2 separate regions of the Gossypium hirsutum genome follow, and region 1 is linked to region 2. A link is a contact called in public Hi-C data. All regions are on one chromosome and are shown on one strand. Each heading gives the region's core, a stretch centred on a gene start, on an enhancer-like site or on the middle of the called end of the contact. The rest is flanking DNA. Distances are from core to core; before and after follow the strand shown. Region 1 holds the start of LOC107910846 (plastidial pyruvate kinase 4, chloroplastic). Region 2 holds the start of LOC107910988 (spermine synthase).

Region 1 (3,159 bases), core at 209-2,708, 330 kb after region 2:
TGATAGCTTATTACAAGTTAACTATCATATGTATTTACAAAATTAATGAGAATAATCAAATTAATATTTTAATTTGAACCAAAAGTCCCAGTAAGACAATCAATTAGAATAAATTATAGTTTGATCGGTTTCAAAGATTAAAATTCTTCTAGATGGTCATATAGTGAAGGCGGGTGTTCTAGAAAAGACCTAAGACATAGCTAATAAGTAAAACTCTAGAAGAGATTCAAGTATCTGAACTTGAATTTTAAAATAATGAAAATAAGATATCTCGATAAGGTATGTCAATTTGAGAAAATGTGGAACCGAATAATAAAAGTGGTCAATAATGATTTTGCATGCAAAATTGTTATTAAAATAATGAAATAAAAGGAGGATCTTAAATAAATCTATTGAAAAATATAGATATGGAATAAATTGATCAAAATAGAAAGACGCAACTCAAGTATAATTAAATTCGTGGAGGTTTTGGACCAATAGTCCAAATATATAAAGGTATAAAGCCAGTGAGGGTGCAAATGAAGTAGTTTTGTAAAAGCAGAATAAAAATATAAATTTTTTCACTAAGTACTAGTATTGATTATGAAAAAATGTAATATTCTTTTGTGGTAGATGTAATAACTTTTAGACATATTATTTTGACAATTCATAAAAGATTTAACTTGCATCTAATGCTTGTTGTTACAACCTTTATAAATCACTATATAGTAAAGTTTATATTGAAATCCTTGAAGGATTTAGAATGCTAGAAGCATATTGAAATTCTTAGGAAATAATTCATTTATATTGGTAAATTTGATTTAGTCAATAGTAGTTGAAAGATGATTATAAAATGATTGAAAATACCTATTTGTATTTTTATACAATGATCATGTTTAAAGTTTATTATGATTATTGTTGAAACTCCTAAAAAGATCAAAATATATTTCTCATAAATTTTCCTTCACTCATGAGTTTCAAAAGAATAGTGATATATATGCTTAGTAATACATTTAAATAGTCATTTAAAAAATTAGTATTCAATATTGAATACATAGAATATAAGAAAGTATGTGATGTTTTCATGAGGGGGAGTAAATATGTGTTATACTCTTTTTCCTTTAACCGATATTTGGTCTCATTGGGTTTTCATGATAAGTTTTTTAATGAGGCAGCATATTATGCGTATTATAGATTGTGTACTTTTTTTTCATCATTAGGTTTTTATCTTACAGGTTTTTCCTAATAAAGTTTTAACAATGTATATTATCTACCAATACCAATGGACATCCAAGAGCATTGTAATCACTCTTTTTGATCCGTACTTTTTTTCCTTTATAACCGTACAAATATAAAAATATTTAAAAATAAATTGAAAATAATAGTCAAAGTAAAATCTGTACAATCTGGTATGGAGGGGAAATTCTGGAATTCCAACCACACATATCGGCCATTTTGACTAATTGACCGACGTTCCGTGCAGTGCCACGTATGGAAACTGGCACGTGCTATCCACACTTCTTCGCCTTCAGATTTCCTTCTCTCAGACTCATTCCTTCATTTCCCGTGCAAAACCCAAAAGGCAAAGCAGGAGGAGGAAGGAGGAGGCTAACCGTAAAATCACTGCATTCTCTGAAAGGTTACCTACCTTCTTTCTTTTTTTAGTTCTCGATTATTCCTCATCACATAAAAATAAAAATTTGTTCGTGATTTCATTTTCTGCTTCCTGAAAATTCTTAAAGAAACGAAAATAGTGTGGAAATTTCGTATTTCCTTTATATCCGATTTTTTTAAAACCTTTGATTGGTTTCAGCATTCTTGATGAATCTGAAGATATTTTTTGTTTGGTTCTGGTTTTCAGGTTCCAACTTTCTGAAATCTGTTTCTGTCTGAGTTGAGTCAGCGAATAGATGACGACTTCTATTGTCACAAATCATAAGGCTACACCTATACGCCATGTAATTGCATGCTCCGTCTTTAATCCTTTATAATTACCCTGCATTATCTGAAACGCTTTCCTATCATCAATTTTTTTTTATTGAATTATTGTCAGTATATCTATAAATAGATTATTTTTAACACTGAATTCTTATTGATTTGCCATGTAAATCCTATCCACAATTATTCCCCAATTCATTCATGTCTTTGTTAGGTTTTATTTTTATTTTCAATGATGTGCTTTTTGTATTCTTTGGTTAAGCTTGATATGCCTTCTTCTCAGGCCATCCACTCCGCTGATGTATTTAGCCGGAGGGGGAAGTTTTCGCATCTGCCTTGCAAACTTAATGTGAAGCAGTCAGTGGAAACTGTTCAATTATGGGCAAAAATTAAGAACACTCGCACTACCATGACTACAGCTTTTGCTACCCCACACGAAAATGATGAAGGTGAAAGAAGCGGTTCACATGCTTGTTCCGATGAGCAAGTGTTTGTGCCTTTGGAAAATAATTATAGTTCCAATGATCTGGATGAGGAAGCTGCTGGTTCTCTTCCGGAGTCAGGTTCAGGAGGCTTTCAGATGGTCGAGCACTCGGTAAATCTGGCAAGCCTCCTGGACAAATTGAAGGCTTTACATTTGCATGTATTAGCGTCAGAGCAGTGGAATGCATCTAGGCTGAAATTATGTCACAAGTACGTTGGAAAGTTGAAACTATATTTGTTATGTTTGCCTTCTGTAGTACTGCCAGTGCCATCTTAAATGTTTATCTTATTCACAAGGCTAGTTAATATAAAGAAAGTGGAAAATACTTGAAAGTACTTATTGCAATTGTAGACTACTTTATAAAATCTTATTTTCAGGCATTTTTCTAATTTATGGAGACTTTCTTGTTCCAGCAATTACGTGGAGAGTGCAAAAAACTTAATCCATTATTTGGCTTTGAAATGTCTTGACATTGAGCCACTCAAAGACGATCTAGCTTTGATCAGTCTGCTGAATTTGGAGATGGTCAATTCATCTGTCCTTGCAAGTCTTACCACATGCATTGAACTGTTGGAGAACCTACAGTTGAACTCTTCAAGAACTGGCAAAGATGTCAGTGCCGGAATTTCCACTCAGGGAAAGCTATATCATCAAAAGAATGGGAATTTCACAATAAACACGATGAGAACGAAGGCATGTTTGAACCGAGAGTTATTATTGGGACCACTTCAAGGTAGTAGGTGTACACATATCATGAC
Region 2 (3,347 bases), core at 523-3,022:
TTAAACTTGACATATTAAATTCATGTCCTAAACTAAGACACATTAAAAACTTTATTTAATTATGTATTGATTTGACAAATTAAAATGAGCTAATTATTTTAAGCTAACTAAATAAACCAACTTAATTATTTCAGCAAATTAAAATGCATGAAATTAAATAATTTCGAATCGAGCTCAATGAGCTTGCATCAAAACGAAATTAAATCGGTAACAAGCTGAATTGAGCTGGACGGAGCTCGGAGAGCTGGAAATGAGCTAGGATCAACTTGCCAACAGTGCAATGCTCGGCTTGGTAAGCTTGACCAAAGTAGTTTGTGGGGCGGGTTCGTATCAGGTGATGCCTGTCAAAAAGGCACCACTGGTGCTGCCTTTGACAGGCCCACCATTGGTGCCGCCTATGGCTATCCCACAACCGATCCTGCTTATGAGATGCCCTCGATCCATTATTTTATTATTATTATTTTTTCACTGTTTTCTACCCATTATTTAATATTTTTTTTCACTGTGTTTGTCAGAAAATTCAGGGTGGTGCTGCCTATGCACCACCCTCCATCACTTGAAGTATACCATTTTGATAAAATATCTTGAAGGCAGCCTATTTTCATTTTTTTTAATATTATTATAGTAAAAAACCCCGTCGAAATGTATAGGACTTTTTAAGTGCATTTTTTTAAAATGATTATATATCAAATTACTATGTTGAATTTGGTTTCTTGGTATATGTTTGGTTTGTTGATGCTGTGTTTAAGATTTTATTTAAATTTTGGAATTTAATTCAATATTATGTGGATTGTTTTTATGCATAAATTTTACTTAAATAGCCTAATTTTGTTTTGTTGTGTTAGTGAGTGAGAATTATGGTGTTTTGAACTTATTTGATATGTCAAATGTTCATTAATGGTTATTATATATGTTTTTTCAATTTTTGATATGTTTGCGATGTTATTTGTATAACTTAAATTGTCAAATTTCTACATATTTTTTAGGCTTATAAGTTTAGGTATCTGGACTTTATACTTAAATATTAGTACATGGCTTTAAGTATTGATCCATGTATGCATATATTGGTACATTGTGTCTTTGTATCGATACATGGACTTTGGAACCAAAATTGTTTTAAATTTCTGATACATGTATCGGCCCATAAAGACTAGATTCCAGCACTTATCCCTTGTTTTTGATGTTTTGAGCTGGAATTTTGTTCCAAAGATTGTTTTTATTGAGACTTTGTTTAATTATTAATGACACATGACATTTTTATAAATGTAATTTAATTGCATTATATGTAAGTGAGTTTAATCGAATTGTCTTGTTATTAATGTAGCATCGTATATTCGATTGTCTTCCGAATCAGATATAAGGTGTTGCAAATAGTATCATCAAAAATTGAATTTGTTTAGTTAAAATTTTTATAATAATTTTATTTTTCCCAACTTTTTAATTAATTTAATGTGCAATCTAATGGATATCAAATTCAGCCATAAACATTATATATAATATAAATAAACCATTTTATTTTGTGGTTATTAATCAACATTATTTTGAACTTGCTATTATTTTTTATCATTTTATCAAATATAATATTGGTTTACAAAGTTTAAATTCATAGCATATAAATGGTAGACCAAAACTCTATTCACTATCCAAACAAATCTTGATATACGAACTTCTAATTTAGTTTACTTAATTTATACCATTAGTGGTATACCAAATTTTTTGGTATACGAAGTTGGAATATAAGATATGCAATATTCTTTTCCTACTCCCACGCTGTGCCTCCTTTAGAAAAAGAATCTTATTTATGGCAATTGCTTTCCTATTTTTTATTTATTTTCGACCCGTTCTAGTATTCTCTATAAGGGTGTACCAGTCATTGAAGAAAAAAGTAATACTGTTTTTGAATAAAGTAGGCAAGTTCAAAGATTTCATTAATCTTGCGCTGCGCGTGGTTATATAAACAAGGGCTCGGAACTGCCATTTTCATCAAAACAAAGCTGCCACAAATAGATTTTCGATACATCTTTTTTTCCCTTCTTCTTCTTTCCCATCCACGCTCGATATTTGAGACTTTCCAGATTGTTGAGAGTTACATTAACACCAGGCGTGATTTTCTTCTTCCTTTTAATATTTTTCTTTATTTTTCATTGGCTTTCCTTTTTATTGTTTAATATTATCACTGCCGTTGTGTTAGTTCTGACATTTTGCTTTTTATTTTTTGTTTATTTATTTCATTTCATTCAAAAAGCGGACGTTTATTATCGGTTTTAGGAGAGTCGTTGCTTTTGAATTCGCTTTTCTAAACCCTAATTCTTCAACTCAGAAAATTTCACGGGAAAGAATTGGAGCTTTGCGTTGGTTTTTCCCTTTATATATATTTCAAAAAATCCGTTTATTTCTGTAATAAAAGCGAAAAACCTGAGGTTAAAGTTGCTGTAATTGTTATTTAAAGAAAGTTTATTGCTAACTGTAAGTTCTAAGTTGGATTTGAAATTTTCATTTCTATTACCTAACTTAGTGGAAATTAGCTTGTTTTTTTTTCATCTTACTTTGATCTTCTAGAAGCGGCATTTATGTTTGTTCCTATTCCATTTATTTATACAGCTTTCAATATTGATCATAGCTTTGAATTGTATAATATAATTTTCTCATCATAATCAATATAAAAATCCTCTGTGATAAATTTTTATACAGCTTTCAATGTTGATGATAGCTTTGAATTGTTATATTAAAAAGCGTTATTGGCCAGGAAATTCTACTTCAAAAGTCTTCTGCTATTTCACACTCCTTTCCTCTGCTTTTTCTTTTATTAATCTTTTTCCTCTTTGAGGCTTGTTATATTTTAAAAAATGATAAATAATGTATGAACATACTGCTAGATGTACAAGAAAGCTGGTGCTTTTTTCATCTTGAACATTCTACAACAAACTTTCTTTCAGTGATAAAAAAACTTTTAAAATGTTTTTTTTTTTGAAAAAAGATTTAATCTGCTCATGCATGCATATGTTAGTTCTGTTTCTATAAGCAGGGAACTTATGAATTGGTTTTGACATGTAGAGGCTGGAGCCGAAGAGGAAAAAGATAATCTATGGGGGAAGACGCAGGAAGAGGTTTGGAATGCCAGAAGATTATGGATGGGAAGGGGAATAATGGGAATAGTTCACAGAAGGCTATCCCTTCTTGTTGCTTGAAGGCTAGGGCTTCAGCCCCTGAGCTTGAGGCTAAATGCCATTCTACCGTTGTTTCTGGGTGGTTCTCAGAATCTCAGTCTTCTTCTGGTCATCATCTTTGAATTCTTTTCTTTCCTGCTCTTTTTCACTATTTGCCAGAATTTCATGGTTTGAGTCTTT

What was found. Hi-C and Micro-C count contacts between places; a contact is called where the count stands out from the background.
Region 1: a Hi-C map of leaf shows a contact between it and region 2, with 4 times the contacts expected there. The contact joins the promoter of LOC107910846 here to the promoter of LOC107910988 in region 2. A contact is called at or near these places in 4 of 34 Hi-C or Micro-C datasets (all in leaf).

Annotation. Positions count from the first base shown.
Region 1 is chrA08:51,891,380-51,894,538 of Gossypium_hirsutum_v2.1, forward strand. It overlaps LOC107910846 (plastidial pyruvate kinase 4, chloroplastic), which reads left to right and starts at 1,459. Exons shown (of 5, transcript XM_016838805.2): 1 at 1,459-1,618; 2 at 1,841-1,937; 3 at 2,201-2,610; 4 at 2,815-3,159. The coding sequence starts at 1,890.
Region 2 is chrA08:51,557,079-51,560,425 of Gossypium_hirsutum_v2.1, forward strand. It overlaps LOC107910988 (spermine synthase), which reads left to right and starts at 1,773. Exons shown (of 11, transcript XM_041074673.1): 1 at 1,773-2,103; 2 at 3,055-3,275. The coding sequence starts at 3,086.